Regions from separate parts of the Mus musculus genome. Here all the other regions are linked to region 2. Evidence: chromatin contacts called from public HiChIP or PLAC-seq and promoter capture Hi-C data. All regions are on one chromosome and are shown on one strand. The core of a region is the stretch at or near the end of the contact, and the rest is flanking DNA. Distances in the headings are between cores, read along the strand shown. Region 1 has its middle 37 kb from the start of Oscar. Region 2 holds the start of Dnaaf3 (dynein, axonemal assembly factor 3). Region 3 has its middle 23 kb from the start of 1700095K22Rik. Region 4 holds the start of Lilra6 (leukocyte immunoglobulin-like receptor, subfamily A (with TM domain), member 6).

The links. Promoter capture Hi-C pulls out the DNA fragments that hold promoters and counts their contacts. HiChIP or PLAC-seq counts read pairs in DNA pulled down with a chosen protein or histone mark.
Region 1: a contact with region 2 is called in a promoter capture Hi-C map of embryonic stem cells, with 4 times the contacts expected there. The contact joins the enhancer-like site here to the promoter of Dnaaf3 in region 2. A contact is called at or near these places in 16 of 39 promoter capture datasets (the 3T3-L1 cell line, 3T3-L1-derived adipocytes, the C10 cell line and 10 more) and 3 of 115 datasets of contacts at active chromatin or transcription factors (embryonic stem cells and epiblast stem cells).
Region 3: an H3K27ac HiChIP or PLAC-seq map of embryonic stem cells shows a contact between it and region 2, with 4 times the contacts expected there. The contact joins the enhancer-like site here to the promoter of Dnaaf3 in region 2. A contact is called at or near these places in 11 of 39 promoter capture datasets (the 3T3-L1 cell line, the C10 cell line, the HPC-7 cell line and 5 more) and 2 of 115 datasets of contacts at active chromatin or transcription factors (embryonic basal ganglia and embryonic stem cells).
Region 4: a contact with region 2 is called in an H3K4me3 HiChIP or PLAC-seq map of bone marrow-derived macrophages, with 5 times the contacts expected there. The contact joins the promoter of Lilra6 here to the promoter of Dnaaf3 in region 2. A contact is called at or near these places in 2 of 39 promoter capture datasets (embryonic stem cells and pre-B cells) and 1 of 115 datasets of contacts at active chromatin or transcription factors (bone marrow-derived macrophages).

What each region holds. Positions count from the first base shown.
Region 1 is chr7:3,577,868-3,581,231 of GRCm38.p6, forward strand. No RefSeq gene overlaps it. Among named protein-coding and RNA genes, the nearest start is that of Oscar, 37 kb to the right of the region's middle. Within about 2 kb of position 1,309, at least 16 of the 459 cell types and tissues checked have an H3K27ac peak or open chromatin away from gene starts, as enhancers often do. A contact at or near this core is called in embryonic stem cells, where this site is marked.
Region 2 is chr7:4,530,535-4,533,766 of GRCm38.p6, forward strand. Dnaaf3 (dynein, axonemal assembly factor 3) reads right to left here and starts at 1,931. Exons shown (of 12, transcript NM_001033548.3): 1 at 1,844-1,931; 2 at 1,653-1,741; 3 at 1,204-1,346; 4 at 240-333. The coding sequence starts at 1,737.
Region 3 is chr7:4,002,579-4,005,851 of GRCm38.p6, forward strand. No RefSeq gene overlaps it. Among named protein-coding and RNA genes, the nearest start is that of 1700095K22Rik, 23 kb to the left of the region's middle. Within about 2 kb of position 1,628, at least 4 of the 459 cell types and tissues checked have an H3K27ac peak or open chromatin away from gene starts, as enhancers often do. A contact at or near this core is called in embryonic stem cells, where this site is marked.
Region 4 is chr7:3,914,162-3,917,521 of GRCm38.p6, forward strand. Lilra6 (leukocyte immunoglobulin-like receptor, subfamily A (with TM domain), member 6) reads right to left here and starts at 1,340. Exons shown (of 9, transcript NM_011090.2): 1 at 1,281-1,340; 2 at 1,091-1,126; 3 at 628-912; 4 at 173-478. The coding sequence starts at 1,314.

The DNA.
Region 1 (3,364 bases), core at 59-2,558, 950 kb before region 2:
CTGTCTGGACTCCATTCCCACAGTTACCTGGCAACAGACAGGTAGGCCTGGTCCACTATAAACAGAATCGCTTGCCCCCTCCTTTTGTCTCTCTTATTATCACAAGGCTGGTCTTTCTCTCTCTTAAGAGACATTTTCCTATATAAACCAAACATTTTGCATTTTGGTCTCTCTCCCTTTCCCTCTCCTCTTCCTCTCTTGTCATGTACACACACTTTTTCTCTTTCTCTTTCCCCCTCCCCTTTGTCTCCTTTCCCACGGGACTTCCCTGGTCTCATTCCTTGGGACCACCTGCCTGTATATACTTTAATCTGGCTTCAATTGGCATGTTTCACTGGCAGAGAAATAACATCATTCTCCAGTGAGCAGAATTTGTATCCAAAAAAAAAAAAAAAAAAAAAAAAGGAGAGACAGACAGAGACAGAGACAGAGAGATGGTTCAGAGTTAAGAGCACTGACTACATTTCCAGAGGTCCTGAGTTTAATTCCCAGCAACCACAAGGTGGCTCACAACCATCATCAATGGGATCCGATGCCCTCTTCTGGTGGGTCTGAAGACAGCTACAGTACATAAAATAAATGTACTCATGTATATAAAATAAATCTTTTAATAAAGGGAGAGAGAAAGAGATAGCTCAGAGATTAAGAGCACTCTTGCAGAGGATTGAGGTTCGATTCCTAGCCTCCACATACACACCCACACAAAATATAAGTCACCTCTTTTCTTGGCTTTTTGGAACAGGGTCTCAGTATGTCAACTTAGCTGTCCTGGAATGCCTACGCAGACCAGGCAGGTTTGAAACTCAGGTCTGCCTCCCAAATGTTGGGATTAAAGGAGAGCACCACCATACCTGACTAATATATTTTTTAAGAGTCTTGATAAGTTGTTTTTCTACCAGTGAAATGAGCCAATTCAAACCAGATTAAAACATATATAAATGCAGATTTATAGGGTGAGTTCACTGGCCCCAAGGAAGAAGGGAAATTGTCATGGGAAGGTAGAGAGGGAAGGAAGAGAGAAAGCTCACATGAAGAGGGAAGGAAAATAGGACAGAGAGATCCCCAACTAGCTTTCAAATAAATGAGACTCAGACTATGGTTATTTTATTTGGCTTTGGCAATTACTGGGGGTCACCCTTAATTTGCTCTTCTAACTGCAGGCCTGGCTACCCTCCCAGCAGTGTACCCCAGATACTTGCTGTTTCTCCTGGCCAGGAGCTCACGGTTCCTCTCCCCTCTTGGCCTCTTCCTCCTCATTCTCCCAGTCTCTCCTCCAACAAGGTCACTCCCAACCTACCTCTAATCTCTCCAGTCATTGGTTGTAGCCAATTTTATTTAACCAATCAATTTAAATCAAGGAACAAGATTTGCGTAACAAAACGCTGTAAAAGTGAGAAGCCACTTGCAGGCCTATTAGCATTGCAATACATAGCAATAAACCAAACTTTCACGTGTCTGGATTATATAGGAAGATGGCTGGGGGGTGGGGGTAGGGGTGGAGAGCCGCCCACCCTTGTGCTGGAAAGTTCTGGGTAGAGGGTGGGGTATGCCAGGTAGGGACTGAGGGATGCTGGGAGAACCTGAAGGCCAGGTCGGCTTTGGTATGTAAAGTTTTGCAGCTCAGCCCCTTGTCCTGGGTCTGAAACAGAACAAGTCTTAAGTATTCTCTCACCACTTCTGCCTGGCCAAGACTGCACAAGAAGGTGTCATCTATGAAGCAGGAAGCTGTCCTCAGACATCAAACCTGCCAATGACTCCATCTCAGACTTGCAACATCTCCAGAATCATGAAAAATAAGCTTCTCTATCTTATATGACATCTAGTTCAAGATATTTCGTTATTACACCATTATCTAAGACAATAATGCCTACTTTCGCTCCGTCCATTGGACATAGAATGGAAGTGATAACCAATTGAGCAAGAAAAAAAAAATTCTATCCGAATTATATAGGAGGAAATAAAATTCTCCTTGTTTGCAACAGCTGCTGACTTTTAAAAATTTAGCTATCTGAGTAAATAGCTGTATCTACTCCCTTGCCCAACAGTCAATATAAAACACTTTATCACATTTATTATTTACTTATTGGGGAGGAGCTGAGAATTCATCCCAATTTATGTAGGGATTGCATGCATGCAGAGATTCTTGCAGGCAAAATACCCATACACATCAAAAACACCAACAATGTAACAGGAAGGAAGGAGAGGTGAAGAACAGCTTGGGCAGGACCCTGAGTCTGCAGATGGCTGCCTTCCTGCCTGCATCTGAAGCGCATGCAGCCCCACAGCTCACACCTGCATGTTGGTGCTTGAGGCTCTTTGGTGAAATCCCCTCTGCCCATCTGTGAGCGTGCTAGGAAATTAATGGCCCTGAAAATAGCCACCAGCAACATCTGCCAAGGGTTGATGAAGAAATACCTCCACTCCTTCTTGCTGTGAGAGAAAAAAATCATGAGGGAAAAACCCCTGGTGTGTGTGTGTGTGTGTGAGGGGGGGGATGAGAAAGAGAGAGAGGGGGAGGGGGAGGGGGGAGTGAGGGAGAGTGGGAGAAAGGGAGAGGGAGAGGGAGATCTGTCCACCTCCCAGTGCTTCCACAGCAATAAGGAGACTTGAGCAGCTGTCAGAGGTTGATTCTGATTAGAATGTACCTAGCAACTTCACTCATGTACCAGTATTCTCCCCAAAATCTTGAACTTAGATCTTTTTCTTGAGGTGGTATTGTGAGGCCTTTGGGATGTGTGTGTGTCCCATTTGGGGTTTAAGAATAAAGACACAGGTCTGGAGAGATGGCTCAGCGGTTAAGAGCACTGACTGTTCTTCCAGAGGTCCTGAGTTCAATTCCCAGAAACCACATGGTGGCTCACAACCAGCTGTAATGATGCACTCTTGTAGTGTGTGTCTGAAGACAGCTGCAGTGTACTCATATAAATAAAAAATAAATAAATCTTTAAAAAAAAAAAAAGAATAAGACACAGAGACATCTGCATAATAGAAGGCTGCTGTCCTGGTTGTTGGGTGTACTGGCTGGTTTTGTGTGTTGATTTGAAGCTGGAGTTATCACAGAGAAAGGAGGCTCCCTTGAGGAAATGCCTCCATGAGATCCAGCTATAAGGCATTTTCTCAATTAGTGATCAAGGGTGGGAGGGCCCACTATAGGAGCTTGCAAGCTGAGCAAGCCAGGGATAGCAAGCCAGTAAGCAGAACTCTCCATGGCCTCTGCATCAGCTCCTCTTTCCTGCCCTGTGTGAGTTCCTGTCCTGACTTCCTTTGGTAATGAACAGCAATGTGAAAGTGTAAGCTGAAGAAACCTTTTCCTCCCCAACTTGCTTCTTGGTCTTGATGTTTTGTGTAGGAATAGAAACCCTGA
Region 2 (3,232 bases), core at 681-3,180:
TTATAAAGCGTGTTTGCTGACATTAAAATTGAACCTTGAGCAGAAAGCTTGTCTTGGTTCCTTCCTTATCTCGCGCAGCCTAGCCCTTCTTCTCTTCCAGGTTTCCAACATGCCTTTCCAGCCTAGGACCCAAAACATGTGGTCGGCTGGCCGGACACAACATGCCTCTGCCTTCCAAGTGCTGGGATTATAGACATACCCACCTCCCTGGCTGAATGCTAGAGTCTTAAGCAACTGACCTTGGAGCCCCATCTTCTCAGGTTCCTCTAGGGCTAGACTGAAGATCAGCATGTGTCGGGCTACCGCTTCCAGATTATTCTCCAGCACATAAAACTGCACGAGTGACAGACAAGACAATTCTGCAGACCTAGGAGCCCAGAACACCAGCCTCCCCCAACACCCCTGTATGGAGATGGAACCCAACCAGGGACCTTGTAAAAGTTAGAGCAGCACTCCACCACTGAACTCCATTCCCAGCACATCCCCCCCCCCCCCTGTTTTTCTTTCTATTGTGAGGCATAGTCTCATTAGGTCGCCCTTGAACTCTCTGTTGCCCAGGATGGCCTTGAACTTACGATGCTTCTCCTGCCTCAGCCTCCGGAGCAACTATGATTACAGGCTTTAACCACTAGATCCAGCTTGCTAGGTCTCTCTCTTAAGCCATAAGTCTAGATTCGAGATCACCCCTCACACCACTCCTGGAGACCTGATTTTTTGTTTTGTTTTGTTTTTGGTTTTGTTTCGTTTTGTTTTGTTTTGTTTTGTTTTTTTGAGTCAGGGTTTCTCTGTGTAGCCCTAGCTGTCCTGGAACTCACTCTGGAGACCTGATTTTTTGGGGTTTGTTTGTTTGTTTGTTTGTTTTGAGACAGGGTTTCTCTGTGTAACTCTGGCTGTCCTGGAACTCACTCTGGAGACTAGGCTGGCCTCGAACTCAGAAATCCACCTGCCTCCCAAGTGCTGGGATTAAAGGCATATGCCACCACTGCCCGGCTGGAGACCTGATTCTTGGGCTCTCGCTCTTACTGAAGCCCAGGGGCCTCAAATCCCAGGACCTTACTTCCCTAGGACAAGGTCTGAGACTCTTCAGATCCACAGCCTAACCTCTAGGACCTGGAAACTTTCATTGCAATCCTCTCTTCTCTCAAAGGCTCAGGAATCGGCCGTTCATTCCACTCCAACCAGGATCCCAGAATCCCAACTCACATTGAAGCTCCTGAGAGGCCAGAGCGCTGCCCTGGCCAGGGTCCGCAGCATGTGTCTACCATCCACAGAACCTAACAGCAGGGCATCCAGTTCTGGGACCTTGCGCTCTGTTTTCGACTGTGAATCTGGGTCTACAGGAGGACCTGGCAAGACGATAGCAGGCAGAGTCGACTGCTCGTCTCTCCTGCAGTTAGCTAACTTTAGAAGTTAAGAAACCAGCAGGCTTGATACGCCGAGCCTGGATTCCAAAAAACAGCGATACCTTTGCCTTATAGCACTCAGTATTAACCCTTCTCCCCAAGCCAGTTAATTTAGGGAACGTTGGTATACACATCCCATCAGCATCCCCTACCACAGACACAAGTGCTGTGGGCTGTGAGCACAGTCCACAGTTGTAGTAGGAAAGGCACCTCTGTCTAAGACCGTGTGTGGTCTTAGGGTAGACTCACTTTCTGCCTGTAGGTCCAGCGCCGGGGACAGACCCCACCAGGACACACTACCATAACCGGTGCCCGAGCCCGCAGGCGTGGTCATCGCTCTGTGGGACAGGAGTCCGGGGAATTCCACATTTGTCCATCTCATCCCTCCCTTTCTCGCTGCCCCGCTTCTTACCCCTTCGCCTCCACGTTAATCCCCTCACCTTTATTCTTCAAAATATCCGTAGGTAGGGTCCTGTGCTGAGCTCCTGGAAGCCACCACAACAGTTTCCCAGAGGCTTCGCCCACTCTGAGTCATCACCCAATGGGAGCAGGTGGTTTTGCATTATTGCTATCAACTGACCAATTAACGTGAAAAGGTGCCGCTCGCTATGAACTTTTGACCAATAGAAGCTCCGGGAGATGGCTGCGGTGTGGTCTGAAACTGGACACCGGACGCGGTTGTCATAACGACAGCCGGACCAGAGTAGGGTGCCTGCTTTCTGGATCCGTCCTCCAAATTTCTAGGAAAGGGAGGATCTACCTTGCTGCTTCAAATTAAATCAGAACTGAACGAAATGTCTTCCCTGTTTGTCTTTCTTTTCTTTTTCTTTCTTTTCTCTCTCTCTCTCTCTCTCTCTCTCTCTCTCTCTCTCTCTCTCTCTCTCTCTCTCTCTCTCTCTTTCTCTCTCTCTCTCTCCTTCCTTCCTTTCTTCCTTTTTCTTCTTTCCTCCTCCTCTTCCTTCTTCTCCCCCTCCCCTCCTCCTCTCCTCCCCTCTTCTTCTTTTCCCTCCTCTTCTTCTTTTTGAGCCAGAGTCCCTCTTTATTCGAGTTACTCCGAACTCGCAGCAGTCCTCCTGGCCTTGGTTTAAATATTGTGAGCCACCACTCCTGGATTCTAATGAAATCTCTGTGAATCCAAATTATAACAGGAAGCCAAGACATGCCTTCACATCTCTGTTTTGTTCTTTTGTTTTTGTTTCTTTTACACCTGGGCTCTTGTCTGAATACAGGCCTCACTAGGTGAAAAACAGGACCTTGCTCAGTAGATTTTTCTAGAATATATGATCAGGCTATTACTCACAGTCATTACTCAATAATACATCTTTAGCAGGCACCATGGCACAGACCTGTAATACCAACATTCTGAAGTAGGAAAATCAGTGGTTCAAGACCAGTTTGCCATATCTTATTCTAGCCCAGCAAAGGCTACCGCACTGTATAAAAGCTAAAAAAAAAAAAAAAAAAAATCCTCCCTCCTGGAGCTGGGAGCTGGAGAAAGGTTCAGCAGTTAAAGGTGCTTTCTGTTGGAAGGCAGAGGCAGGCGGATTTCTGAGTTCGAAGCCAGCCTGGTCTACAGAGTGAGTTCCAGGACAGCCAGGGCTACACAGAGAAACCCTGTCTCAAAAAACAAAAACAAAAACAAAAACAAAACAATAAAATAAAATAAAAAATAAAGGTACTTTCTGCTCTCCTAGAGAACGGGAGAGTTCAGTTCTCAGCACCACATCAGAAGGATCATAACGGCCTGTACTTTCAGCCCCAGGGCTCTCATGCCCTCTTCTCACCTCTTTTGGCACCCACAAACACTTGAGTAACACACACACTCACAC
Region 3 (3,273 bases), core at 378-2,877, 530 kb before region 2:
TAGTTGTCTCTGTTTGGAGCTTGCTCCTCCCATAATTCTGTTAACCTCTGCCAGCAGACCTGTGAGACTAGCTCTCTCCTGAGTTTCAGTGTTCAGAGTACTCTCCGCAGGCAAGCTCTCCTCTTGCAGGGAAGGTGCACAGATTATCTGGTGTTCGGACCTGCCTCTTGGTGAACATGAAGGCCCAAAACAGGACCTGTCCCAGAAGCTGTGTAGCTTCTGTAGTCTACACTCTCACCTGCACAGACTAGTCCCTCAGAGATCCAGGACCAGAGATGGCTCCCCCAAGTGCTCCGGCAAAGCCCTCCCAGGCGGGTGGACACCCCTACTCCGGTGGGGAAGGTGCCTGGATGTCTGTAGCCCAAAACAGGGTCTGCCCCAGCAGCTGTGTCACTTCTGTCTGTTGCAGAATCTGTGCAGCTTCTGTAGTCCACACTCTCATCTGCACAGACTAGTCTATGAGGGATCCAGAAACCCTAATGTGACTTCTTTACAGCCTTTGTATAATGTTCTTTTGATTTTTTTCTGACGGCTCCTCTAAAGGGTGAGCTGGATATCTCATGAATAATCAACAAGTAGTCATAGAGACTCCTGGCCTCTCAGCTCAGTTAGCATAGTTGACAGCAGTACTGAATGTTTTTCAGCCTGTAAATGATGCTCTTTATGTTTTTACTAATAGTTTATATGTTGCACAATCGATTCCCTTATTGGAGACTTGTGGTACATTTAACTTTAATATGCAAGAAGGATCTCTGTTTTCACAATTGCAAAATATCATTCTTGCCCAAAAACATCTGTTTTATATTGGTCATATACGAGCACATTCTGGTCTTCCTGTACCTTTTGCTGCAGGCAATGATTTCATCGACAGAGCTCTAATAGGAGAGGCCTTAATTTCAGATCCTGTTGCTTTGACTAGATGTGATCATGATAAATTACATTTCTCTAGCTGACCCACTCTACCGTCTCGCCAGCAAAACGCATGCAGGCCACTCGGATCCTTCTGCAGTACAGCTTTAATACATCTCGAGAGATAGATGATCAGCTTCAGGAGAGGAGACCCAGAGAGCAGAAAACCCTTCCCTTTTATAGGCTGCGAAAAAATGGTTGGAGATGTGCACCACTGGGATTGGCTGCCCACTATCAGTCAGTTAACGCCACGAGAAAGGCAGGGCTCAGGTAATGGAACGATACCCTGACGCCTGCGCACATTTTACTACGAGCAACGGATGTCAGCGCCATCTTGTAACGGCCTGCCTGGGCATGTCTTGGCCTGTTCTGCTATGTTCTCAGCCCCAGGTTTTAAAGCTCACAAACAACTCTTTGGGCTTTTTGACATACATTACATGAGTCACAGGTTTCAAGTTTTATTTCCTTTCAATGGCTGCCTGAAAGACTGGTTCGTCAAGTGGACACAGATCCTGAATCTTCTAGTAAGTATGATTCTAACCTCGATGATGGCTAAAAATCCTTTTTAGTTGAAAAAGTTATTTGGAGCTCAGCCTCCATTTCCAGAGAATTTACAGCCTTTCTGTTGATTCTCAGAGTCACCTCTCCTACACTGAAAGGTCAGAGTCTAAGCTTGTTCATTGCTAATTTGCAACTGAATAGAGTACCTGGACTTCCCGGAAGAAGCTTTTATCCTGTTGTTTTTCAACTGACTTTGTTTTTTCAAGCAGATCAGTCAACGCCTTACAGCCTGTTTTCAGCAAGCATGCAGCCCCGCCTCTAGCAAGTACAGGTGGCAGAAATTCATTGATATGAAGAAGCATATTGAGTATATATTGTGGCTTTGGTCTGATTTGGGAATAAGGTGTGGTATGAGGGCCATTCAGTCAATGTCGGGCAACCAGATTTCAGAACTATATCAATCGAAGACAGAGGTATATGCCAAGAGGCCGTGGTTTATTAATAATACACCACAGAGCCATGTTGGTGTAAAATAAACACAAACAAGCTGCATAAGAATAAGATAAGAATAGTTGACAGATAAGAATAGTTCGGGAAAATCAGAGATATCCCAAGCCAGGCACGGCCGCCAGCCACCATAACTCCCAGGCAGGACTATGGAGCATAAAAATAATTTTATGCCTCAGTCCAGCTAATTTTTAGTATATATTTAGGGAGGAATTGTAGCCTCCCTCAGCTTTGAAGCAGGCTGCCACTGAATATAAGATCACCTGGAGTGTAGCTATATTATGATGGCTATATTATGTCAACTACCACTGTTCTCCAAGACTCTGCTACCTGCTGAGAGACCTTGAGACATTCCAGAGACACATCCTATCCTGCATGTCGCCTACAGGCTGGCTCCAGACACCAAGAATGGATTGGCGGGGGATTGGCCTCCCCTCTTTATAAGCACAGACTCTTAGTAAACTTTGGGGTCTTGATCAGAGAAAAATTTGTCTTAGCCTCATTCTTTTCTCGCTATCTAGTCTCTTTCAGCCCCAGCCTGCCTTTCAGGAGTACCCGGTTCATGTAAGGCTTACAGTTACACTGTGCTAAAGAGATGGAGCCTTGCTAGGGATACCTTCAAGAACTCATAAAAATTTTTGCTCTCTGTCTACTATGCAGATACATGTGATGGTTGGAGCTGCAGTGGCATTGTGAATTAAAATATGAGTTTAATATGAGTGTGTAAGAACAAAGACTGAGAAAAGAAGGAGCCTCCATCTCTGGGAACCTACTGTTGCTATCACAGAATCCCTGTTGAGGTTTCAGACTTTGTAGGAAGGAGACCAGCAAGAGAGATGGGCGAGGTCAAGAAATGTATGGCTAAGTTACCTGGATTCTGGTTTTTAATAAGTGATGGTGAACATAAAAGGGAATCAAAGAAGACTCTGTTATCTGATACAGCACCAAAGACAAGGGTGAAAGATCAGGTATGTGTAGATGAGAAACCTGCAAAATTTATAGTATGTTGGAGGAGGAGACTATTGTGTGATAGTCATGTGGCTTAAAGTGGGTTTTTTAAGAAGGCTTCAAATACATGCAACTACTATCTACTATGGCCATTGATGGGGAGGGGTTAGAATCACGTAGATATGACTCTCCATCCTTCATGTGAGTGATCCAGCCCAGTCAGAATCCTGAAAGAGAAATGCTAGTGAGAAAAATATACACTGCCCAGGTTCCTTCAGCTGGGGGTCAAAAGTCAGAGAACAAGTGTGACATGAAACTTGCAAACTTTCTAATCAGGATCCTTTCCCAATGAGAGTATTCTCCTCTGTAATAGAAAGCTGAAAAGAATCAAACAACCTCCAGATGACC
Region 4 (3,360 bases), core at 90-2,589, 620 kb before region 2:
CCCTAATGGGCACTCTGGGCTTGGCTGTCACTGTGAGTCTTGGAATCACTGTTTCCTGTGCTCTGTGTCAACGTTCAAAAGAGCCCTGGATCCCCACATACACCGCACATCAAGTGGTCTCTGAAACCTGTATGATTTCAATATCATTCTATGGAAGGCTGAGGTTCCTCACCTGAGACCAGGAGCTCCACGGATTCACTTGGAGGTGACCACACATATGGTCTGTTCCTGTCATAACTGTAGCATCTGCATATCCATCTCTGGTTGGGGGTCACAGGGCCCACAGAGAACAGGGCGTGGTACTTCCCTGTAGAGATGTTATACTGTGAGTCTTGTGTCCATGAGACCTTCTGCTGTCCTTCTACAGTTAAAATGAACCTGTGATAGCTCTGCGAAGACTCACACTGGAGAGTGACATACCCTCCTGAAGTTACCACAGGGCTGGCCTGGGCTGAAAGGCTGGGTGTCCAGTAGTGTCCTGGAGAGAAGGAGGAGTCAGTTAAATATCCCCAAGCCTCATTATTCTCCTTGGCTCTGAGGTTCCCACAGTGAGGGTGGGCATTCCTGTTAACAGAGCCAAGTCTGGACAGTTATAACCTGAGGCCTAGGATCCTGTGTGTCTCTCACCTGTCACTACTAGCACCAGGGGGTCACTGTAGCCTGATGATTCATCCTGGGTGTTGTAGGAACATCGATATTGACCTGCATTTCTCAGGTGTACATTTGAGAATGAGAATTCAGCCTTGTTTGCTGGCTTCTGTTTGTTCTTTGTTACGGTTTTATATAGCTTTCCATCTTTATAGAGGCGGTACTCATTGGCTCCAATTGTCTCTTCACACAAGAAGGTCACCTTAGTCCACACTTGGACCACAGAGTCTGGCTGTACTCTGAGGATAGGCTTAGGGAGGGACCCTGCAAGTAACAGAGCAACTAGGACTCAGGACAAACACACTCAGATTGAAGTCCTTAACCTCATGACCTTCCCGCCACCCACAGACTCACACAGGTGGTGTTTTCCACCATCACAGCCCAGGCATGGCTCCTGGATCTGAAGAGAAGAGCATTTCAGGTCAGCTGCAGACACACTCACCTGTCAGCACTGGGATCCAGAGCCTCAGAGTCAGTCCTGGAAGAGAGTTCTTTGTAAGAGATTTGTCCCTAAGGCTGAGCAAGTCTGTAGAAACATCTCAGACCCTGGCATTTCCTCTTGGGTGAGTGCTGGTCTACAGGCCATGATCATTTCCAGACCTCAGTTTCCCCTCCCCTTCTTCACATCTCACCAAGACAGAGCAGGGCTGTGAAGGTGCAGGACATGGCATCTCCCCTCAGTGGCTGCAACTGTGCTTGAGGCCAGAGCTACAGAGCCTTTCTGAAGGGATTGTGTACAGGGTGTGGCACTGGAGGCAGGGCAGTCCCCATGACAATGTCATATATCAGCAACCCCACAGAAAGAGGAACTGCCCTCCTCAGGACCGTGCTCTGACTTCCTCAATGGTGTGACTAGGCCAGGCAGTAGACCCTCTGCCATTAGGTCTTACACAGATGGCGATTCCTCATCCCACCAGTGTCTGCCTCACCTATGCACATTACTGTCATGGCCATATTGTAGCAAACATGTGTGAACATTTTTTCATTTTTTTAGTGTTTTATTGTCTCTATGTTGTTTGTATATACACATGCATGTGTGTCAAAGCACGTGTATGGAGGTCAGAATACAACTTCAGCAATCAGTTTTCCTTGTCCAGTGTGGATCCTGTCAACAGGATCAGGTCTTATTTTGGTAGCAGACACTTATGTACTGAGCTATATCAGTGTCTCATCACTTACCATCATCGTTTTCCTAAGTCATTCTGCTCTTTCAACAAGTTATCTTGTCATGGGGTTACTGGTCCACACAGGTGCAGGTTTATTTAAGTTTCTTGGGATACAGGTTGTAGGTGTACAAATATGACCATAATTCTTTTTTTAAATTAATCATTCCATTTGTTTATATCTCAAATGATATCCCACTTCCTGGTGTTCCCTCCACCAACTCCCCATCCTACATATGGCCTCCCCATTCTTTTTGCCTCTATGAGAGTGCCCTCACCCCTCCACACTCTCGCCCACTGCTCAAACATCCCCCTACTATGGGGCATCAATGTAGTCTTCCCTCCCATTGCTGTGAGAGAGTCCATTCTCTGCTACATGTGTATCTTGAGCCATGGATTCCTCCAGGTACACTCCTTAGTTGGTGGTCTAGACCCTGGGAGAACTGGGTGGTCATGCCAGCCTATGAATTTGAGGCTCTTCCACATGTTTTCTGATATTAGATTATGTTATAATCTAATATATATATTATATTAATATATTCAGATAAGGGTCACTGGTGAGCCTTCCAATTCTGGATTGTAGTTCATTCCAAATATAGTCAAGTTGACAACCAGGAATAACCACTACACAACTTTTCTTGCTTTTCTACCATGTGAAGAAGCATTTGATCACACGCTAATAATATAATTAATTATTAATATAATATATATTATATAGTATATATTATATAATTATATATAATAATATATGTATATTATATATAATATATTAATAATATAATTAATAATATATTATATTAATATAATATATGTAATATATATTATATTAGATTCAGCATATCTGGTCCTTGATTCACTTGGACTTGAGCTTCGTACAAGGAGATAAAAATGGATCGATCTGCATTCTTCTACCTGCAGACTGTGAGTTGAACCAGAACCATTTGTTAAAAATGCTGTCTTTTTTCCCCTGGATGGTTTTAGTTCCTTTGTCAAAGATCAAGTAACCATAGCTGTGTGGGTTCATTTCTGGGTCTTCAATTTTACCTCATTGATGTACCTGTCTGTATCTGTACCAATTCCATGCAGTTTTTATCACTATTGCTCTATAGTATAGATTGAGGTCAGGGATGGTGGTTTCCAAATAAATTCTTTTATCTTATCTTGAAAGTCTGATCTTTCCAGATGTTATGAAACACTAGATCCCAACCTAGTACCTCCCTCCTTAACACCCACTGTTCAGTGACACAGCAGCCAGTGAAGGTGGGTTTCCCCCTGGCATGGGCATTCCAACTTGTATTAGTCAGGGTTCTCTAGAGTCACAGAATTTATGGATAGTCTCTAAATAGTAAAGGAATTTATTGATGACTTAGTCGGCAGCCCAATTCCCAACAATGGTTCAGTCGCAGCTGTGAATGGAAGTCCAAGGATCTAGCAGTTAGTCTCACACAGCAAGCAGGCGAAGGAGCAAGAGCTAGACTCCCTTCTTCCAATGTCCTTATATTGTCTCCAGCAGAAGGTGTAGCCCAGATTAAAGGTGTGTTCCACCACA